Linked DNA regions of Sus scrofa: region 1 is linked to region 2. Evidence: chromatin contacts called from public promoter capture Hi-C data. All regions are on one chromosome and are shown on one strand. Each heading gives the region's core, a stretch centred on a gene start, on an enhancer-like site or on the middle of the called end of the contact. The rest is flanking DNA. Distances are from core to core; before and after follow the strand shown.

What was found. Promoter capture Hi-C pulls out the DNA fragments that hold promoters and counts their contacts.
Region 1: a promoter capture Hi-C map of liver shows a contact between it and region 2, with 2.2 times the contacts expected there. The contact joins the enhancer-like site here to the promoter of ITGA6 in region 2. A contact is called at or near these places in 1 of 5 promoter capture datasets (liver), 5 of 47 Hi-C or Micro-C datasets (brain, embryonic fibroblasts, heart right ventricle and 2 more) and 1 of 2 datasets of contacts at active chromatin or transcription factors (skeletal muscle).

What each region holds. Positions count from the first base shown.
Region 1 is chr15:78,536,325-78,541,320 of Sscrofa11.1, reverse strand. The region is part of intron 1 of ITGA6 (integrin alpha-6); the gene reads right to left. Among named protein-coding and RNA genes, the nearest start is that of ITGA6, 35 kb to the right of the region's middle. Within about 2 kb of position 2,585, at least 6 of the 83 cell types and tissues checked have an H3K27ac peak or open chromatin away from gene starts, as enhancers often do. A contact at or near this core is called in liver, where this site is marked.
Region 2 is chr15:78,501,228-78,506,602 of Sscrofa11.1, reverse strand. ITGA6 (integrin alpha-6) reads right to left here and starts at 2,495. Exons shown (of 26, transcript XM_021076079.1): 1 at 2,110-2,495. The coding sequence starts at 2,291.

The DNA.
Region 1 (4,996 bases), core at 1,336-3,835, 35 kb before region 2:
AGAGGAGCCAGACTCTGCTCAGGAAGAGTCAGCAAAGCAGCTGGCTTGGGTGGGAACACATGTCCCTGGCACCATCCTTCCTCCCAGACCCTTCAATGAGGCCACCATCAGCCTCCACCTCCAATCTGTCCAACACACATTTAAGGGGCGAAGCAGCACACATACGGGTATAGAACTAGAACAGAGATGGGGCAAGATCAAGGTGGGGTCCTTGGTACCTGGAACTTCTGGCAGGGGCAAGGCCAAGGGCTGCCCCATGCCTACTCCACTAATGTCATCCCTGAACCCAGAAGCTCCAACAGTTGAGCGGCAAACTAGCCTAAGTTCAATGACCCAGCAGGTGTGGGGACGGAACCCTGACCCTGGTACCTGGAGGGATAAGCACAGAATCACAGGTTGTGGGCATTAGAAGCACCAGAGAAGGCACCCAGCCCTTGAACTTTACAGAGGAAGAAAGCCTGCAACTATCCTGCCCCTAAGATCTCACAGCAAGTTGGGGGGCGGGGGGGGGGGCGGAAACAGACAACACTTTGGAGCAATGTTTTCCCCATTCCTTTAAATTCTAGGAAATAAAACCCAGTATTTTATGGTGTTTACAATTTAGTTGAAGGGGCAAAACCTAAACAAAATGAAACACTGAAACAAGAACTGTTCCATTTACTGACAGGTGGCAGACTAATTCCCAAAGGGTGAGGGAAGGCAAAGAATCAAAGCATTATTGCAGCTGGGTGGGGTGAAGGCAGGGAGAGTTCCTGTAAAGGTAACCAACTCCAGAAGAAGGCTACAAAGAGCAGGCCAGGAGTTCCAAGGTTATTACAGTGTATCTTCTCTGACCACTTCCTTCCCTCATCCACACCCCAGGAGGCTGGCAAGCTCCCCAAGGCAGGTACTGGGCTAGTTATTTCCTGTTGACCACACTTGCTCATTCGTTCACTTATTCATTCCACAAACATTCAAGAGCCTCCTGGGATGAATCAGGATTGCTCCCCTCCCTGCCAACCCCAGGCCTGCAGGAGCCAGATCCAGAAGCAGGTCTTTAAACCACAGGGAGGTAGAAGCCATGTGAAGGCGGTCCATGGGGCGTGCTCAAACCTGCCCCGAGGAAGAGTGGCACCTAGAAATGACAGGACCTGCAGGTGGCCTGGCGAGAGGTACAGCACGTAGGAAGGCTGAGAGGGAAAGAGCCAGAGGAAATGGAGGGGTAGGAATGGGACGGGACGGACGGGCCGACAAGACGGGGTTGGGCAGCCTGGTCCGCGAGTTCCATGTTCCCGTGCTTGGGGCCACAGATGCGCACCCCCTGAGCCCCCTGCAGCCCCCTTGCTGTTTTGCCCGGCTGGGGACAGGTGCTTTCGGGTTTCCTGTTGTTGAAAAAGATGCAGAGATTGTTCCATTTACATGGACGCTCCTTCAGAGCCGACCGCTCCCTCCAAGCCCTGGTCCCCTGGCCACGTGAGAGGATGTCTCCCTCCTGGGTACCTGCCTCTTATGCGGTCCTAGACCCTTGCAGGTGGACCTCTAACTCCAGTTTGCCTGCTGGTTACAGGGGCAGCGGCAACAAAATTTCATGGGCTACAATTGCCAAGCTCGTGTAGAAGTCCTCCCCTCATCTTTGTGGCCGCTACTGCATTTGAAAGCTGGCCTCACAGGAGGATAGAAGCAGCAGGAGGGGTGGTGTTTTGTCGGCCCCCCCCCGGGGGGGGAGGCTGGGGGGAGCAACATATAGGAAAAGAGAACTTGACAAAATAAGAGAAATGTACTTTTCGAGAGTAATGTTAGCTGTCACACTGCCTCCCGTGTTCCTGGCACTGTCCTTCCTTCCAGGTCCCCTGGGCAGTGAGCCCACTTGGGGATCTGGCTCCGCTCAGATGGAGGAGGCAGAGGTGCAGTGTGGCCTCAGGCCCCAGGCCCCAGGCAGACAGAAGAGGAAGGCAGGTACCCACGGCGGGTAGGGGGCTGCCCCTGCTCTGGCTGCACCCCATTCCCTGGGACTTTGCTTACAGGAAAATCAGGAAAACAATGATGGAGGAGGCGGGTGGAGTTAAGTCAGATAAAGCTCTGAGCCATAGAAAAGTGGAAGCACCTTGATGGGCGAACATGGTAACACCAACCAAATGCAACAACTGGCAGGTCTCTTAACCCTCAAGGTAAAGTTGCCCTCTCAGGTTCAGGAAATAAGCCGACTCTGAATTCTGCTTAGAACCAGCCCTAATCACAGGAAGTCACAGCCCATTAGCTGAGGCTATGGCTGGCAAGGACAAATAATTGCAAATAGAACCATATCCAGCCAATGACGCTGTCCCCAGTACAAACCATCTACTTCCTCAGTAAGTCCTTTAGGACCTGGGTATTGGTCTAAGCCATTCGGAACCCAGCTGGCCCCTGGGTCAGCACAGTGACTACATTTCTAGAAGGGACAGTCTGCATCTTCGGCAGGATCCAGTCTACAACAAAATCCAGTTTCTACTCAAATCCCAGCTGTTTTCCCTTTGCCCCAATGCCCTTTGAGGCTGGGTTCAGTATGAGCAGCAGGCACTCTGGGCGCTGCCAGGATGCCCGCAGCAACTCTCAGGGCCCAGGCGGCAGCTGCCAGGCTGGTTCGTGTTCTTTTAAGAAACAGCAGCAGCAGCTGCTGTTCTCCACTGAAGCGCCCCATACATATGGAGGAATCTACAACTACAGCAACAACTCACATTCAGAGTGACAAGGACCAAGGCACATGAGTTATGGCCCTCAAAGGGAAGTGGTGGAAATGAACAGAACAGGGTCAAAGAAGCCTATTCCCATATTAGGTCAAAAGAAAGGCTGTAATTAACGAAGGGCAAGAATCTGAGTTTGACCAAAAGGAACAGGAAAAATTACTTCCCAAGTTGCTTTCCACAGACCCAGGGGACAATCACCTCCACTGTCTTCGAGCTATACTGATATATAAAAACTGCCTCAGCATTCCAGTATGGTAGAATTTCACCTTTAAAATACAAACCTCAAAACTTGCAAAACCATGTCATTTTGTTGTTGTTGTTCTTTTTACAGCCGCTCCTACAGCATATGGAAGCTTCCAGGCTAGGAGTCGAATCAGAGGTGCAATGGCCAGCTTACACCACAACCACGGCAACATCAGATCCAAGTTACATCTGCCATCTATGCAGCAGATTGCAGCAACACCGGATCCTTAACCCACCGAGCGAGGCTCGGGCTGGAACCTGCATCTTCACGGACACCATGTCAGGTTCTTAACCACCTCTTACCACATGATCTTTTAAAGATAACCAATAAAATCTGAAATAGTAACTACAGTGTAAAAGGCAAACTACACGTGCGTGGCGGCGATGACCAAGGACATGATATAAATTCAGGCCTTTGGAGTCTAGATCAGAATTCTTAGCACAAAGACTCAGGATCCAATACCATGCTATTAACCACAAGTTGTTTCAAACTTCACGTGAGCCGTACTCCTGTTTCCAATGGTCAAGCTCTCTTCCAAGTAGAGCTGGTATACTTTTGCATAATTACTTGAACCAAAAGTTCTAAACACTGGGGTACTTTTAAAACTCAAAGGACAATAGAGTCTTGCCTCATTGTTTCTGGCTCTAATTCATTTCCTTAAGGATTAAAGATTCTGCCTCTAGCTATGCAACTTTGTCCCAGGAAATGCAAAATATTGCTTCATTAGAACAAGGGCACTGTTATTGAATCTAAAACACAGCCTTCTTGGCTTGTCCAAATTAAGCCTTAAATTAGAAGATGGCATTAATAATTCAACAGTGTCACCTCTACCTTTAACCCATCTTTGAATTCCATCTTTAACTTTTTATAGTAATAAATACAAATGGACAGAACTCAAAAAGAACTCAAAAAAAAAAAAAAAAAGTAGAAAGCAACATTTTCTCCCAAGGCCCACTCTCTGGGCATAAACTCTTTACATTCTGGATTTAATTCTCTATAACTGTAGCTTTTACGTTGCTAAATTTCTTATCAGCTTTTGGCAATTAACTGTGGACCCTGCAATATGAAAAGGGGAACATTTAAACTACTCATTACTTTCCCTGTGTTTAAGAGAGGAACACAAGCAATAGAGCTATGTGCTCCCCTTTAAGTGTTAATATATTTTACCTTCTGCTTTCCCTTCATCGACTTCTGATACAAGCACTCCCTTCTCCAGATGAGGGGATGACACAATCAGCGGTCTGATGCCTCCCCCATTTTTCCTCTTGGTTTCTCCAAGTCCTACCATTCATGGGCTATACTTCCACACTATCATCTGAGCTACTGCCATTTGCATTTGGTCTTGTAACCACAACTCGGTCACCTGTTCTTTTATGAAACCAGGTAAATATTATTCAGTGCTGAACCAAACTGCATTGAGATTATCCTCTTTCTGGGACCAATATTGGAAGCCCTTGGCCTCCAAGGATACTGTTCCCAGCATCAAGGTCAAACAGGGTTGCTTTCCTTACAAGCTGTCAGTTGTCTGATATACTTCACACTTGGACCATGACCTTTGCTTTTCCTGGCGTTTTTCCTTACCTTTCCCTCCCACCCCCTCCCTTAGGTTGTTTGCTTTTATTCCAGCCTCACTGGTTTCTAAGCTCTCAATCCAGTCGTACCTTGTATCAAGTCAGGATCTCTTCTTTGCTCAGGTTTTCTCCTCAGAGCTCCTTGACCTCCTGGTACCATAGAGGTGCCACATCCTACAGGGTCAGGAGAGCCCTTCCTGAACTTCATTGCCCTCCTGGGTTGATCTGCTTTGACCTAGGATCTCATGGTTTCCTCCTTTTTTGGGGGGGAGGGGCTTTTGTCTTTTTAGGGCCACCCGCGGCATATGGAGGTTCCCAGGCTAGGGTTCAATTGGAGCTGCAGCCACCAGACACTGCCACAGCCACGCAGGATCTGAGCCATGTCTGTGACCTATTCCACAGCTCATGGCAATGCCAGATCCTTAAGCCGTTGATTGAGGCCAGGGATCAAACCCACAACCTCATGGTTCCTAGTTGAA
Region 2 (5,375 bases), core at 1,246-3,745:
TATACCCGCAGAGCTTTTCCATTAAGTGCAGAGTTGTGAGGTCTCAACCTCACTGGCCGTTAGGTCCCCCACATACTTCACTGACAAAGGTGACAATTCTTGTGGGTTTGGCCTGTATGTGTTAGTTCTCCTGGGCAGACCAATGCTGCTGAAATAACTTTACCAAAAGAAGCCGGTGAGGATGCAGCATTTGACATAAACCACAGCCCCCATGAGCGTGGTTACTGCCACACTTTAAGCTCTAGGGAAAGACACAGCCCTCCTCAAGTAGGCCACTCCTGTCGGCCCCGAGAAAAAGCATTTCTAGAAGGCAGCAGACCCCAAACACAGGCTTCTTCTTACTCTGAGGAGGAACTGCAGCGGCTCTAATAGCAGAGAAGCCCACCACCAAGAACAAGTCTTAGCAAGCATGCTGCTAGCCTTAGCGACAAGAGATTCCTGGCCAAGGTCACATTTCACAAACCTCCATCCCCAGGATATTTTCCTGCCCGGGTACCTCCCCCTACACAATGTTTGCTTCAACAAGTATTTCAAGGAAACCACCAGCTTCAGTAGGCGGCTGGCACAGTGAGTGCCATGGAGAATGCATTCCCTCTGCTGGCCCACGATCATTTCTGCACTAACAAGTTCATTCTCCATATGCGTGGATGCACATCTACACACTCAACTATTCAGACACACTAAGCGTCATCCATTAACTGAGCTAACAGAAACCACCTTTCATTTTGAATTTACAGCATAACAATTATTTCTTCTGAGAGAAAACAGAGTCCGAACTGAACGGCTGGCCAGGCCAGCCTGCAGACCACCCGCTCTCAGCTTCCCCACCCCCCCAACTAATTTCTTTACTTCACTAGCAGGTGTTATCAGAAAAATCTAAGTTTCAGGGGCCCACGATATCCACCAATTTCAAAGTTCTTAATTGCTGAAATCAAGAGGTTTCCTCCAGCTCTAAAATCCCATTCCCCTCTCATAAACACAAAGTCCTCTCTTTTCTGTGGCTGCACTTTGCTTTCTTCGGTCTGTTGGTCCTGGAAGGACCTCAGTTCAACTAAAGGCCTGGGGGGAGGGGGGACCTTTGTGAGTTTATTTTTCAGCAGCACAGATCAAGAATGCAGCCCCACAGCGATTAAGGCGACTAAGCTTCCAAATACTCTCTCCAGCCTAAATAGTTTGATCCTGTGGGAACCAAACACTGTCTAAGAAAGAAAAGGAGAGGCTAAGAGTGCGGGTCTTCACTTTCTCCAGGGAGGAGCGTCGCTATGCCCTGGCGGGGGGTTGTCACTTCCAAACCTTGTGTGCAAAGTCCCAGCCCAGATCAGTCATCTTGCTTTAACTTCACGGCAGGGCCTACCCAGTGCAGGGGCCCAGAGGGTCTTGGGTGGCGCTGGGCGATTTGGGGCTCGGGCGGGGGTAGGGGAGGCCAGCCGCACCATTAAGAGGGTCTTGTTTTCTGAGCTGATCTAGTCCTGCAAACAGGTGCTTGGTTACTTCCATCTTTGGTGGGGGAGGGCATGATCAAGTCTCCCCTACAGAGGCACCCGCCCTTCGGGAAAAGCCACGCAGGACGAGATGAAAGGTGGCTTGCTAACTTCTGCGGGTCGTGCGAGTCTGCGAGGGACCGGGTGTTCTGTGGAGCCTGGGAAAGGCCCGGACCTCCATGAATGACCCTCCTGGCCACCTCACCACAGCGATACAGCGACTCCCCACCCCACGTCACCCCCGCCCCAAACACACACGTGAAGCTCGCCAAAGCGTGCCACCTGCCGGGTTCCCAGCAAACACGCCCGGGAGGAAGGACCGCCGGAAAGCACTGTGTTCAAAAAAAAAAAGTAAACTCTCCCGGGGCCGAGGACGGCCCCACCTAGCACTGGGGCCGCAGTCTGCAGGGGTCGGCCCCCCAGGTTCTCCTCCTTCCGGGACTGAATGGGGGAAGGCGCGGCACCGGGCGGCGCCGGAGGCGAGCGCGCAGGGCGCCGGGCCGCTTTGCCCCCGGGGCCGGCGGAGTCCCGGGCGGGGCAGGCCGGCCGGCGGGAACGCGGCGCGCCCTCGCCCCTGTTCGCGCGCGGGCCGGCGCCCCTGTGGGGTGGGCAGTGTCGGGGAACTCACAGCCGCTTCTCCTCGGGCTCCAGCTGCCTGTGCATGGCCAGCGAGAAGCCGAAGAGGCTCCCGGAGTCCCCGGTTTTCTCGATCACATTGTCCTCTCTGGTGTCCAAGTTGAAGGCGGCACCGAGCCGGGGCAGGAGCCCCGCCGACAGGTAGAGCAGCCACAGCCGCCCCGCGGCCGCCATGGGCCGGCGCACCCGGAGGGGAACGCGAAGCTGCGTGGCCGCCCTGCGCTCCGGGCCGGTTCAAGGCTGCCGTGCCGCTGCCGCCGCGGCCACCTCGGTCTCCTCTCTCCGCCGCGCCCGGCCCCACCCCCGGGACGAGTCGCGCTCTCCGCCCGGCCGCTCCCCCTCGCGGGCAGCTCCCGACCACTGAATGAGCCCGTTGTTCTCTGGAGACTCGCAGGCGTTTTATCAAGTGACGAGGACGCCGGCCCCGCCCCGGCCCTCCCCACTCTCTGGCCCCTCCTCGCGCGCCCGCCGCCGGCACCTTCCCGGTCGACCCGGCAGCGGGGCGGCCCGGCGCTGCCCCTCCCCGCCGCCCGGAGCCGCCCGGCACCTGGCCCGGAAGCCACGGCGGGGAGACCCGGAGGCTTGCTGCGGACCCGGCAGCCCCAGCCTGGGGGTCCTCCTGGAGAGAAGTACTTGGGTTGTGATTGCCTGTCGTCGCAGAGCTGGAAAGGCGTTTACTACCTGTTAGTAAAGGCGAGCGCGGGTGATGCACCCACCCTGATCGCCCCAAGCAGCGAGCGCTCTCCGACGGTGGCCCACGTGCAGATGCAGGCTTCCTTCTTTCATTCCACAAGTGTTTATGGAGCGCATAATGCGGGCCAGGTACTTGGGGAATGGAGCTGCGAAGATTGTCCTCCGCCCTCAAAGACCTAACCTCAAAAAGGGTAACAGCACAAACGTTAACAGTGCTGTGCAATTTACAACGCATAGCTATTCATCTCATTTCATGCGTCTAACACTCCTGTACCGTGGTTAGTTTTGCAGATGAGAAAACTGAAGCTCAGCCTTGCTCCAGAGCATCCAGGGATATCTGTGCCCAGGTGAAAAGGAGAGTTTGTGGGATAAGTCACACTGGTGTAGGCAAGTTAAAACTTGGTTTCCAGGTGTTCTGAGGCTGTGACGCTCCTCAGGAGTGAAGGATGCGTTCTTTAAAGTGGCACCCACAAGCTCAGGAGCCCTTCATTCCTGCCCCTAAATTCCCAGAACTAGCTGGGAGGAGAACATCCCAGCCCAGACACTGCTCTGAGCTGTGTGGGTGGCCTAAAGCCTCCAGCCTCCAGGACAAGGGGTGGGGCCTCCAGTAAGGTTTGACCCCTGGGGTGACTTTCTCCTGCAGGAGAGAGAATTCAGGTTACTGTGAATTTGGATGACAAATAATTTACTTTTTTTTTTCATTAACCCTCTGACATTTACCATTTCCTTCCTTTCCGAATGTAGGCAACACAAACACACCACAGGAGCAGTAAGAATCCATGACTTGGTCTCCAGGAGAACCCATAGGTTTTTTAAAATCACAAAACAGTTTTTGAAAATATCTTAAATGACAGTAGTTATTAGCTAGACCCTCGGCTGAATCTTGTTATGCGATGTTAATTAAAATGTATATAACATTGCTGTATCACAATTTTTAAAAACATTCTGTTAACTGTATTTCCGCATAATTGGCTTCCTTTGTAATCCCATGTATTTTATTTTATGTGTTTAAAAACCTTTTTCTGAAAAGGGGTCCATGGTCTTAAGTAGCCTGCCAAAGGGGTCCCAGAGTCTCCTGGAATGCCTCTGTGAGCCTGCCTTAGAATCAGACATCCTACTTTGGAAATAGAAGCGGAGCTGCAGGCCAAGGGAAGAGCTGGAGCTCTGTGTATGTTTACACGTGGGGGTGGGGGAGTCACGTGCCCTTTCACCTCAAGGCATATTTGTAAGAAGGGAGCAGCAGCCTGTGCCACACAGAAAAGCCACCTGAACATCATGGAGGGTCCACAGGTGGTAACAGTAGCCTGAGCAAGTCCCTCAGCACAGGAGGGGCATGTCCCACTTCTCTACCAATCAATACCTCTGGTCAGTATTTAATCCAAAATGGGATACAGTGGGTTCAAGTTCAATAACAGTCTTGGAGTTCACACTGCTTTTAACAGGTACATGATAACCTTGATAAAGTTGAGAAACTGTTGGAGACTAAAATCTAGTAAGCTAAAAAACATCTGCAATATGATTTTTCACTCAAGTTAGCCTTTCTTCTTCATGTTAAATACATACTATTCCAGAGGGACAGGTGCCAGCTATTGTAATTAGAGCACAAGGAACCTCACTGCAGGCTGGCACCCAGCAGGAGCCACTGAAAGGGCTGTAATGGTTGCTGAAATACTTCTAAACTGGTTTATAAAATCTATGTTCTGAGTTCCCCAAGTTCAACTGGCCCCACCTGGCCTCTTTCCTAGGACCTACCAACTCCCCACAATGCAGCAACTAAAAGATTTAAGCCCCTAAGCCTTGCTTGGCACTGCAAGAGCTTATTCTGATTGGGTGTGTCCATGTCATACCGGCTGTTAACTATATTGAAAATCACCCCTTGCTTCCAAGAGTAATTCTGTGCACCGTTCATTGATTCCTCCCCAGGATATGTTTCGTCGATGATGTTTGAAAAGTCAGAGTTAGCTACTTAATCCCGAATATGGATTGTGCTCTAACTGAAATTTCACATAATGGTAAATTTAGATACAGTGCTACTGAAGTGAATAATACTTGTGTGGGAGAACGAAGGGATTAAAAAAAAAAAAAAAAAAAAAAAAACCAAGGATGAGAGACTTGTTTGGAGTGTGCCAAGTGCCCATTGAAGATGAACCACACACACTCCTGCCTCCCACTATCTCCTGTCTACGATGCCAAATGTATTTGAAGTTGAGTCAAACTGAATTTCAGACGCAACAGTAATCTCTTTGAAGAGTGTCAGCTCTTCCTGACTGGTTAACTGTAACGATCAAGTTTTGTGAATTAGTCATTTCCATGGCAAATATAGTTAAGGCTGAGTCTCTTGGAAAAGGGAGATTTAGAGGCCCTTCAGGATCTGCCGAGGCCAGTGTCAGTCTCTGGGGCCAAAGGAATGAAAAAAATCAAGAAATCTAAAAATTGTGAAATAAAGACCCAAGGAGGAAGGTACATAGTTTTAATGAAGGAAAAAAAAAAAAAAAAAAGTCTGGGACAAGAAGACATTTTGGAACCAAAGGAGAGAGAGCTTGATGATAAAGGCATGCTGAACAT